Linked DNA regions of Gossypium raimondii: region 2 is linked to region 1. The links are chromatin contacts, called in public Hi-C maps. All regions are on one chromosome and are shown on one strand. The core of a region is the stretch at or near the end of the contact, and the rest is flanking DNA. Distances in the headings are between cores, read along the strand shown.

The links. Hi-C and Micro-C count contacts between places; a contact is called where the count stands out from the background.
Region 2: a Hi-C map of leaf shows a contact between it and region 1, with 1.8 times the contacts expected there. The contact joins the promoter of LOC105790878 here to the promoter of LOC105790872 in region 1. A contact is called at or near these places in 2 of 2 Hi-C or Micro-C datasets (both in leaf).

Annotation. Positions count from the first base shown.
Region 1 is chr8:13,975,637-13,982,189 of ASM2569854v1, reverse strand. LOC105790872 (E3 ubiquitin-protein ligase BRE1-like 2) reads right to left here and starts at 3,149. Exons shown (of 19, transcript XM_052634701.1): 1 at 2,853-3,149; 2 at 1,700-1,751; 3 at 1,405-1,566; 4 at 1,232-1,319; 5 at 857-1,087; 6 at 555-722; 7 at 182-375; 8 at 8-91. The coding sequence starts at 1,437. It also overlaps the pseudogene LOC128042999.
Region 2 is chr8:14,106,392-14,113,061 of ASM2569854v1, reverse strand. LOC105790878 (probable CoA ligase CCL12) reads left to right here and starts at 2,950. Exons shown (of 13, transcript XM_012618670.2): 1 at 2,950-3,293; 2 at 3,670-3,799; 3 at 3,889-4,148; 4 at 4,260-4,461. The coding sequence starts at 3,022.

The sequences.
Region 1 (6,553 bases), core at 1,900-4,399:
AGCAAACCTGAAGATCCTTCAGTTGTTTTGAATAGATTAGGTTCTCTTCCTGTGTATCTTGAAGTTCAGAAAGTCGATCTCCTGCCACTATCTGCAACACTTGTTTAGTAACATATCATATAAGATTAGTCACCAAAAGAGGGAGAGAGGTTGAGAAAAACGCAGTTACGTAAATCAATACCTTTGTCTCCTCAATCAAATCCTTTATCTCCCGCAAGCCCATTGTCTTATCTCCAGGCTTTTCTGGTGACAAGCTTCCATTTGCTAGAACTGGAGTTGATGCATGCATCCCAGATGCTATATTCTTCTGCATTTTCAGATCAACTAGTTTTCTTCTGCTTTCTTCAAGTTCAGCCATGATTTCCTCCAGCTCACCTTCCAGAATAAATAAACTACAGCTTTAACGTACAATCATGATAAGACAAAAAAGAGAAAATCTAGGCAATGGCTAACAAACAACCAGATTGCTAATCAGTTGGTACTAAACATGCTACTGAGAATTGCATTTATAAATGTTAGGAAGTTATTGCAAGCATAAAAGAACTAGCAGAGACCTTGAAGACGTTTAACATCAGATTGATCGGTTGCATGGCTGCTTATATATGTTTGAATCCCATCAGCATACTCTTTATGCTTCAAATGTAGAGTGTCAATCACCTCACGCAAATTTTTGGCCTCTTCTTTCATCATGTCATAAATCTTAGAAAGCTGTATTATAGTGTCTGCAAGCGATATATAATAATCAACGTAAAACTGCAGATAGAAGTACTAGCTAATGAAGAAATTGCCGAAAATTTCATGAAAAACACAAGAAATGACAAATTACTAAGCAACTGAAAAGAAGAAATCATCTAACCTTCAACAGATAATTTCCCATGCAAAGAAAGAGCCATGCTCTCAGTTTTCATCCTCTCAGCAGATATGGTATCCTCCAGAGATTTTATCAACTCGCTAGTGGATGAATGGCGTGAAAATAAGACTTGTTCAACATAATTTGCAATGCCATCTTTGTCATTTCTATCAATAAAATCTGTTTCTAGAAGCCTACAAAGAAACATCTCCTCCACAGGGCACGATGGAATAGAACCTAAAGAGGGCAAGTTAAAGTATTGTAAATTTGAGAGAACTTACACTTTGACTTTTTACTATTAAAAGACACAGCACTACCTCTCCCAACTCCAAAAACACACAAAAGTAAATTTGTTCAACAAAAAATTAGTCTGATCTGAACCTCGAGAATTGTCAGCTTCGTCCAAGATTCGTAAAGCATTATGGCCTCCTCCAGCTCGTATTCCAAGCAGGACCAAGTCATCAACCAACTATAAAGTAGAGTAACAAAAAAGAATTATAAAAAAATCATAATGATCAAAACAGATGGAAGTAAAAGAGTGCCATAAAAAAAACCTGATTCCAGAGTTGGTTCACAGTTATCAACATATCATCATAAGAGGCTTGCTTGTCTTTTAATTCTTTAATTTTGGTTTCAAGATCATGCAACTCATGTTTCTGAATATCTAACTGCTGGACAAGTTTTTGATTCTGGTACTGGAGAACTGCCGCGTCAACCTGGATAAAAAAAAATCCATCTATATCAAACCAAATGCATGAGAGAATTAAAAACACAAATTTGTAAACATGCAGGGAAAAAAATGAAAAACGTATTTTATCAATTTTAAATTTACTTGACATGTGCACCAACCTTACACGTTGGGGTGTATGCAGAAATATCATAGTGATAATAAGATGGCACTCTGAAAAATCAAATCATGGATAAAAAGTGAAAGGCAAATTCAATCAGATGGCAGGGGACAATATATCTCCACTCATTTTTAGGTATGCCTGATATTGAATTAGGTTATGCTCAGGGCTTAGCTTATCAACTCAACAAAATGTGCAAACTGGTGGATTTATGGTGCCCATGCATATAATCAGATGCCTAAAACTGATTCATGACAAGTCTAGGAATGGTTTGAATCAGATAAGAGACCAGAATATAACTAGAAGTTAAGGGAAAATTTCAATTTCTAAGATAGATGCAAATAGGCAACTCAAATAATTTGAGACGATGAAAAAGACATCACATTTCATTAATTTACAATATTTCCATTTGACATATACAGCATTGATGCAGCAAACCTACTCGGTTAGTGCAAAGTACTTCAACTATTCACATTATCAGCTCAATTTAATAATAATTGGAGTTACATAACCCTAGCAGATAAATTAAGTGAAAAAAGAATTTTTTTTTTTTTTAAAACCCTTAATTTTGGTGTGTCACCCTAAATCCGCAAATCTAAACAAACAATAGCATATCAGTGATATACTGATTATGGGTAAATCGCTAAGAGAAGGAGCTTGTTTTCCTTTTTCCCCGTATAGACCCAATCGAGTTTCACAGCAAACTACTTACCCACCATTAACAATAAATTAAATCAAAATTAATCCACAACAAGTAATAAACAAATTCCCCTTCTCTTCCTATACTGTCTCGACGGCAGAGAGAAAGCATTTGAAATTAAAACTTTCCATGAATAACCCAGAGACCATGAAGAAATTGAATACAACTGAGCATCCAAGAAGAAAACTAATAGCAGGAAAAAATTTAGATCAACTTTCCATTTTGTGAACGGTCGAAAGTAATGTCCCAAGATTCAATATTTCAGTTTTACCATTTTATTCTTCCTGGCTACAGGACAAAACAAAATGTATTCCAGAGCAATTTTGATTTGAGGAGAAATTATAGCTCAAAAAGAAAGTGAATAAAATCATGCAAAGCCATTAATTTGATCAAGAAATTAAAGAAGAATACAAAATATTAAAAAAAAAAAAGAAGAGTGTGAGAGAGAGATTACAGATTTGGTGTGGTTGGGAGAAGTGGAGGAATTACGGGCCATGGCGGGAGAATCCAAGTGAGGCCTCTTCTTCTCTGGTTCTTCAGATTCAAAGCTTTCCATTTACTGCAGTTAGGATTGCGATTTACACCCCCTCCCCTCTCTTTTACCCTTGATTACTCTTTCGTCACACCATCAAATCCCAATCATCATGCGTTCCCAAAACCCTAACTGGAAACCCTAACTCACAAACTCTACTCGTTCCGAGAATGATAGATTCCAGTAATTTGCTTTCTACGGAGTCGTATATTGAGAAGAAAGCAGAAGAAAGATGCATCACCCGTTAAAACGGTGCCGTTTATCCTTTTAGCTTTGTTGCCCTTCAACTAACACTCTCCAAATAGTTGGTTGAACCAAATTAGACCGGCCGATCAGACCGGTTGAATCAATAAGTGGTCAATGTATTAGTTTGGAGAGATATTGATCGGTTGAGGGGTGAATTAATATGATCTAATTAAATTGGTTTAACCGGTTTCATTAGGTTTTTTTTTTATAAATTTTTCAATAATTTATTTAGTAGGATCAGTGGCTTTAACCATTCAATCATGATTTTGAGAACTTTTTCATAGTTTATATTAGGTTTAAATTAGTTTATTGTATTTGCAATTCAAATATATTATATTTATTTTTAAAACCTTATTATAAAATTTATAACATTTTAGAGACGACATGGAGTATTAAATTTGATGACATGTAGCTTTCTTTTGTAAATTAAAATTTATAATTTTGGTTCAAATTTAAACAATTTGATTAGATTATTTCAAATAAATTTAATAAATTAACGAGATAAATAAAGAATTTCAACTAAATTTAATAAATAATCTAGATAGAATAAAGAATTTTGAATAAATTTAATAAATAATATTTGTATATGATAAATATTGAAGTAAACTGTAGAATAACAGAAAATCTCTAATCTTTTATACTCTAAAAATATAAATATTTATGCAATTTGTGATTTCATACGCAGTATCTGTCTCTCTATTAAGAAATTAATTAATGTGAATTATTTTGTCTTTTTCTTATTTTTTGTTTCGACAATTGGGAAAGATTAAAGGCTTATTTAGTAGTGTTTAAAAAAAATATTTTGGCTTAAAAGTATTTTTAGAAGAAAAGTGGTGCTAAACAATCTGCTTTTAAAAATATTTTTGGAAAGCACTTTTGAAGAGGAAAAGTTAAAACTTTTAGTTTGTTTAATTATTTTTCACCCTTCCAACAGCATAATATTTTTCTTTTTTTCTTTGGTGCTTAATTAAATTTTAAAATGTATATTTTATATATTAAAATATTAACAACAAGTCATAATAAAATATTTTTATATTCTTACTAAAATATAATAATATTAACTAATTTGAACATTATTTAAATATATATTTATTATTTGATAATATCATTTCTAAAACGGTCATTTTATTTTTTAAAAATATTTTTAACAATAATACTAAATACTTAAATATTAAACTAAACTTTTCAAAAATATTTTTGCACATATTTTTTAAAAACATTTTTTAAAAAATTACTAAATTAACCCTAAATGCATCTGGGAAGGCATGAAAAGCAATTCCATGACGGTGGGGAAGTACCGGGTTATCAATCCCAACCAGGAACGTCATCAACCATTACCCGATTCTCACAAGTTCAACGTCAAGGTAACGTCGTCGCATGGCCATATTTTTCAGTGGGTGGAGAAAGGACTGCGGTGGAGCAGGGAGATCACGTGGCTTGCTTTTCAGCATTGGAGATTGAAGGACAGGAGTTGACTTTTAAGGACTGGCTTAATGTCGCCAAGAAAGGCCATGCCAATGTAAGTCTCTTCTTTTATTTTCATGCTATTAGGATATAGTAGAAACAGCAAAAGTGGCCCAAACATAAGCATGCATGCTGTGTATATATATATTTTTAATAATGCATCGAAGGCTTTCTGGTTGTTTTGTGAATTGCAAGCCATGGAAGTGGAGCTGGAGCAGTTGTATGGTACTGTTAATTCCATTCATGAAGAAATGTTTTATTTCCGAGCAAGGTAGGGTAATGCATGTTTATTGTATAATTTGATATAAAATACTACTTAGTTAAATTTATTGTCAACAAAATATAACTTTTACCTTAATTTGTTTTGTTAAATCAAATTTAGTGTTATAACCGTAATACATTAATATAAAATAATGTTTTTAGAATAAATATAATATTAAAAACGGGCAAAATACCATTAAAAGCCATTTTTTTAAAAAATTACTGAAATGGGCCCAATAAATAATTAATTATCGGAATGGCCCAATTCCTCGAAAGCACATCCACGTCAGCGTGTTGTCAGGGGACGTTGTAGGAAGACGCTTCCTCATGGAAGCGCTTTGTCCACGTGCGCAGAAAGCGCGCCCTCAAGAACGCGTTTTCTTGCCACGTCAGCACTCCCTTGGGGACGCATTTTACCCGCGCTGAACAGTAGCAACAGTTACTTTTTTTACCGTTGGTGACCCACCCCAACGGTAAAAAATATATATAAAAACCCTCCTTTCATTTTTTTTTCACAACTTAATCCTTTCTCTCAATTTCTCTCTAATATTCTCTCAATTTCCTCTCAAATTCCTCTTAAATTCCTATTTAAAAAAGCTTTAATTTTTTTAATTATTTTTAAAAAAGTTTTAAATTTTATTTTTTAAAATTTTTTTTTAAATCTTAAAAATTTGTACGAATTTAGCAATGGCCGGAGAATTAATTCGTCTTGATGACAAGCACATATCCGTCGAACAAATGAAAATGGTAAGTGTTAAATTTAATTTTTAAATATTATTTAAGATTTTTTATGCAATTTTAAATAATTATTATTTATTTTATTATTTTTTATAAAAGTCTTTAGATCGGATATTACAATGCTATATCCGTAATATGCATGGTCCTCCATCACCATTGGTAGAGAATTACCTACGGGAAGCGGGTTTTTGGCACGTGGCGACGGTAGGCCGGGGATGCAAGTTGGACCCGAAACTTATCAGTGCGTTGATTGAGAGGTAGAGACCCGAGACGCACACATTCCATCTTCCATGTGGAGAGTGTACTATCACTTTGGAATATGTGAATTTGCAATTGGGATTGTCGGTGGACGGGTACGCAGTCACCGGGTCTGTTCAATCTGGTGATTGGGGAGCGGTATGCTACGAGCTTTTGGACGTTACCGGAGAATATTAACGGAGGTTGGATCGAGATGGGCTGGTTACGAGACACATTCCCGGATCCGGATGATGATTCTACCGAACTAGAAAGAATCTGATATGCTCGGGCATACATTCTTCAGATAATTGGAGGTTATCTGATGCCGGACTTGTCACGGAACCTTGTACATCTAAGATGGCTGCTGAAACTCGTTGGGTTTAGAGTAGCTGATAAATTTAGTTGGGGGTCTGCCGTGTTGGCAACATTGCACCGGGAGATGTGCGGGGCGACGCTACCGAATAAAGCGAAAATCGGAGGTCGCCTGTCACTATTGCAGTCATGGGCACGGTTTCGCCTTCCATTTTTACGTCCTCGAGTGGACCACCCATATACATTCCCACTCATAACGAGGTAAATTTTATATTAGATTTTACAATTATTACATAGATTTAAAATATAATAGTATGCTAAAAATTTATTTAATTAAGTGGAACCATTCGGCAAGTTATGCTCGA
Region 2 (6,670 bases), core at 1,701-4,200, 130 kb before region 1:
TTGGGTTTAGGTTGAATCAATGCAAAATTTTAGGTTCATTTTCTAGACTCGGGCCTAATTTGGCCCGAAAAAAGACTTAAAATTTTGTCTAAGTTCGGTTCAGATAAAAACTGCTGAACTCGAGCCCAACTAGATCCATTTGTATTAAATTTTTTTATATAAAAAATTTTAAAAATATGATACATCAAATACATTAAAAACATTAAAATAAATGTTTCCCAACAAATTGAAAATACAATAAAAAAATTATACTTAAATAATACTAAGATAGTTACAAATTAGCAAACAAATGTCTCTAAAATAGTGGCATAATTAATAATAAAACAAGAATTATACAATATTCAAACAACAACAACAAAATTGTAGCAATATAATAGCAAAATGGCAGCAAAATAGCAATAAACAGCAACAGGGGAAATTTTTTTAGCCAAATTTTGGTTGGGTCAGGCCCGAGCCAAAAAATCTTACCCAATATCCGGCCCGTTTAAAAAATGAGCCTTACTTTTTTTGTCCAAACCTATTTTTTGGGTCTATATTTGTAATACCCCATAATCGACCTAGACGACAAGGCCAAGCCTGGAGAGTTACAATGAATGACAATCAAAACACACTCTACAAATTATATTCAAACTCTGTTAAAGTCATATAAAGTTTTAATAAAGATAAATTAGTACTTCATGATTATCATCCAACTAACTGAAACAACGAAACAATTAACATTATTAATAATACTAAATGATGTAAAACACATAACCGAGCTCTCCATTCGCCGACCCGTTCAAACCTGTGATTTACCTGAAATCCATTCAACAATAATTGAATTAATATATCAAAAAGGAACCAACTATTTACATATTCAATAGGGTATCGGTAAAACTAAGATATCTAAGTGCAAATGTTGATTCAGAATCAAGAAACAGTTCATTCGATTGCAAATCAGAATCATACAGATAGATAACAATTCATACTGTAGTCAGTTGCAGAACAGAACAAAATAGATGCAATTGCTTAATACTAGTCGCTCCACACCATCTCTGACCCACCCAACACACCAAATAGGGTATTTATTACCCTTCCAGCCCTACACACCACACAGTGTCGGTTTGAAACGTTTCAAAGAATGCAGTCTAGTTGCAAGATCAGAACACAGATACCAGTGAGTTATCCACTATTTCAGAACATAATACTTCCACCTGATTCAATTCTCACTCGATGGATATGCAGACTTTACATGACAGTTAATATAGAGTTTTATGCAAATACTCAAATATTGTTCATACTCGAATACAGTAAATCAATTTCATTAACATTAATCAAACGTAATACACACTGATAATCAATACTTAGGTTTCAAATAACAGAATATCAGTTTGTACAGTTTAATTCAGTTCAAACGGCCTCACAGAAGACTTGTATTCGGTTTGAGCGATGCTCGAGACATGACAAAATATCATAAATTGACCCACACACCCATGTGGTCTCATACGGCCTGGGCAACTGGCCTGTGTGGCTCCACATCGTGACTCAAGCACAGGACCAATAAGGGGACATATACTTAACTATTGAACCAACAAACTCATTCTTAACATAGACTTACACAGAATTGAGCTTAAGCCAACAAGTCAAGGATAGAGGTTAGTTTAGAATAAAATAGCTAAAACTTTCTTAAGACATGACGCGAACTCCTAACTTCAAACACATAAACAGAACACATAACCACAGATACAAAGACTTAATTACTATAAAATTCAACAATTAAACATTCAAATTTTGGGGTGTTACAATATTTTTTCCCATACCCTCTCACTTTTCGAGTGGGCCTTCGGGTCTAGGCAGACAAAATCATATATTTATGTTATGTTTTTAATTTTTTTTCTCATTTTATATTTGTGTAGTATAATGTGCATGTAATTTTTTTTAGATTTATCAAATTATAAAAATATATAAATACCTCCAAAATAATATTTGTCACTTTATAAAAAATATAAATTATATATATGTGTAATTACAATTATATAATATTTGTCGCTTTATAGTAAATAGTATTTTTAAATATAAATTATATAAATGTATAATTACAATTTATACTACCAAACATGACATAAAGAATTATGAGGTAATTGCACATGGTCGCCCAAACATGTTTAAGAATTACAATTCTTTGTAATTAGAAGAGAGTGTAACTACTATTGCACTGTACTATTCAAAAATCCTTAAATAAAGAGCTAAAATTAATTTTTTTGTAAAATTAGAGGTCAAATAAGTTATTATGCTTAATATATACATAAGATGCAATGGAGGGTTGCATTTGCCTCCCTCAGGCCTTGTTTATGCTTACTTGACAAATCTTTTATTATATACACATATACAAATTAATACATCAATTTAATCTTTATATTATTAAAAAATTAAATAAATCAAAACATTAATAATTTAATATTTATTTTTAACAAAATTAATATTTTAAAACTTTTATAATTTTGCAAGTTAAATATTTTGTTTGGAATTAAATTGTAAATTTTTTGTTAAAATATATTGTTATCCCTTTACTTTTACATAATTTGAGATGAAACCCTATAGTTTAAAGATTAAAAAATAATATTTAAAAAAATTAAAAATCATATTCCAATTATATTAATAGTTTTCATCAAAATTTATTAATATTTTTGGACAATCATCTGCGGACAGCCAAATTGGCATATTATTGATTAGACTGAAATTTTAGATTGAAAAGTAAAATGAATTAATTGTAAGTTTTAAGAATAAACACCAAATTTCAAATCTTGTTAAAGTACAAGGACGGAAGAGACATTTTAACCAAATAATTTTGGTTAAAATTTAACGTTAAACCATTGGTTTTTTTATTAATAAAATTAAAATTAATACAATTAGTTTCACATTTAAGATAAGTTGATTAGGTGGCTCACCGTCTTTTCTTGCACCTAACTCCCACTGGCGGCTATTATTAAACTCGTGTCATAGTTGGATACTACACTCAGACTTGGGTTTCAGTGTTAGCAGATGGCGAAGAGGCTAGGTGAAGTGGGGTTAGAAGATTTGTACAGAGCAGGCGGGTCAACCATAAGCATAAAGGAAGCCACCCACATGTACCAAGCCATAGCAGCAAGCAAAGCCTCTGACCCTGACCCAAGACGGGTGTGGAAAGAGGTGGTGAGTAGGAGAGTGTTAAAGCCATGGCACCCGCATCACCTGCATCAGTTGGTCTACTATTCTGTCTATGCCAACTGGGATGTCTCCATCAATGGCCCTCCTCTTTACTGGTTTCCTTCCCTGTATTCTCTCTTCCTTCTTTCCTCATTTGCTATTTCCGTTGTGTGAGTCAGCTTTCAGGCTCCAATCGTTATGAATTTATTCAAATTTAATACTTCTCCAAGTGAAGAACATCTATGCTGAATTTATGTTTTACTCGTATATTTGAGGGATTATATAAATATTTTTCAATTTTAGGAGTTGGTACTTTTGAGATAAATATTAAAATTATATATCAATTTTGATACATTAACTTTGATTTGATGTATTTATACACATCAAATTTAATTTTGATTCAATTTTCACATTTCATTAACCCGTTATTTATACATTATTTGCTGTGAGTTAAATGAGTTGAATCTAGTATATCTTCTACTAAACTAGCCTTTTCTTTTTCAGAGATGAGTCCAAAATTACAAACCTGGGACGAATAATGGAGATTCATGGCCCAAAGCTTTTAGGGACTTCATACAAAGACCCTATTGAAAGTTTTAGCCTCTTTCAGAAATTTTCTTTCCAGCATCCTGAGGTAAGCACTTATTTTTTTTCCTTTGTAGATTGTGAGGCAAATGATCATCTAATATATAAAGTTAAGAGGGGGTCTTTGAATGATTTCAGACTTACTGGTCTATCGTTCTTGAAGAGCTTTCAGTTGTATTCCACAGTTCCCCAAGTTGCATTCTAGATAACAGTAAAAAGCTGGAACCTAGTGGAGCATGGCTTCCTGGTGCAGTTTTGAATATAGCTGAATGTTGTTTATTGCCCTCTACTCACCCTACAAAAGAGGATAACAGTTGTGCTCTTGTGTGGAGAGAAGAAGGCCGTGATGATTTGGATGTGAATCGCATGACATTAAAGGAACTTCGTGAACAAGTAATGTATGATCCTGTCACAGTTTGCAATCAGATTGTATGTTCTTGTGGGCTGCTTTCTTTTTCTGTGTTGCATTAATATATGTGAACGCATAGATTTTGAAAAATGAACCACAGGGTGGTTGCAAATGCAGTGGATGCCACATTCTCAAAGGGTGATGCAATTGCCATTGACATGCCAATGACAGTGAGTGCTGTTGTTATATATCTGGGAATTATATTAGCTGGATGTGTTGCGGTGTCCATAGCTGACAGTTTCGCGGCCAAAGAAATTGCGACTCGTTTGCGTGTCTCTAATGCCAAGGCTATCTTCACTCAGGTATATTTCTGGCTATCAATTTTTCTTTAAAAGGGATGCAATTGCCAAAGAGTATGAACCAAGCCATCCTACAACTTTCTGCTTTCCAGTGCTTTTTTTGCATTGGGTGACATGTTTTTATACTGACATTTGATGCATATTAGTTGTAGGAGCAAGGTAAAATTACCTGCCCTGCATTAGGAGTAAAATTGCATTTTGCTCTTTCAATTAAAAAAATAGATAAATTAGTCCCTGTACATTATCAAAGAGCAAATTGATCCTTTCTGTTAAAAAAATTATTCATTTGTACTGTTAAAAATTGACGTAGCTGACTAAATAATTCGTCGGTAACACGTGGCATGCTATGCGTACCTAATGTTGACGTGCATGGATCAATTTTTAGTGGTAGAATTGGATAAAAAATTTAACAGAATGACCAATTTGCTCTTTGATCTAACGTATAGGGACTAATATTTCTATTTTTTTAGTAGAAGGGACAAAATGCAATCCAACACCTAATGTAGGTACCTTCATGATACTTTTATCATGCTAAGAATTATCTTGTCGTTAATTTCTGCCTTCTATCCGTAGGACAAAAATGTTCATGAGGAGGCAATAATTGTAGTTCTACTTTTTATTTGGAACCCAAGACTTGTAAAAGAAAAAGGAAATTAAGAGAACGTTGCTTAGACAGAGGTAAGAGTTATAATCTACGAAAGAACTAAACAAAGTTAATCCCAATTGATTCCTACAAATTTTCCAACTATATACAACTAACACTTTCCCTAAACCTAAGTATAGATATTGATAACCACGGAATTAGATGAGATAGTAAGAGTTTCTCGTATATTAACTAGTGGTTGAAGGTTAGACCATAGCCTTGAGTATGGAGCTACTTTAAACTTTGTGGCCAATGTCTACTCCTTTAATGGGCTCTTCGCCCTAAGTATGAAGCAGCTTTAAAACTCATTATTAGTGTCTACTCCCTAATGGACCTACAAAACGCGGAAGATTAATCATTGGGCTCGTTCCAATAAAAATCTTTAGAAACCAAAAAAATATATATAGATATTGATCATGTCTAACTTGTTACATAGATGGTCAATTAAATTTTCATTCAATGCCTTTTGTGAATGAAAAACGAGTTTGGACTGCACAATGTTTGATTATAGGTATGGAAAACAATATAAATTTAAAATCCTTTAAAAATTTGTAAATTATTTTGAAATGTTTATAAACTTAAAAACAAAATTTTAAATGACTTTTCAAGTATTCTTGAGTAATTTTGAGGTTATATAACGATACAAACTTATCAATATAATCAAGTCAATAACCAAAATTACATAGAATGGAAGTATTGTATCAATACAATCATGAACAGGTCGATGCATCTAAGGACATTTATTGATATATTAAGAGTTGTATCAATACATCCATGGTGTCTTTAGATGTATCGATACACCCATAGTTGTATCAATATAATGCTCCCCTTCTGCGCAATTTTAATTACTTAGTTGTATTGATATATCTCAAGCTTGTACTAATACATAGTCTCAAAATTGCTCTAAAACACTCAAAAACATTTTCAAAGGACTTTGGCGTCACTCAAAATCTTTTTGTATATTTTCTAAGTCATTTAGAAATTTCTTTTTGATTTTAAGAACACTAATTTTAAGAGTTATTAAAATAAATTTTACAAATTTGATTAATAGATTTTAGAATTTATTTTGTTATATCAAAACAGTTGAAAATAAAACCTAAGAAAAGAAATTTTGGGAATTTGAACCACCTTCGATAAAATCTTAATTATCAAATTTAAAATAAAAGGTAAAATTAATGGTAAATGCTACTCTCTTTTTTCAATTTTTTTAGCAAATTAGATCGTTTTTCACCTCATATCAAACGCGTTTTTCTTTGACAATTTAACTTACTTGAGTTTAAATGTTGGAAAAAATTGGTTTAAAAGCGATTTTCTGTCACAACGGAAAAATAAAAATTTAAAAACCGAACTATTTTGTGATATTTATAGCAATAATTTTTTTCTAAAAAATACTTGTATTTTGTATGAGGCTAATCCTATACGTTCTTGACTTTCAACTGAATGATCTTCTCCACTATTCTTGTACCGAAAATCGCTTTGAGTGTAGGCTTGAAAAATCTCAAATCAAGCACAAAGCCTAGAATAATTTTATTATTTTCAGTAGGAAAGTAAATCTTTCTCTATAGAAAT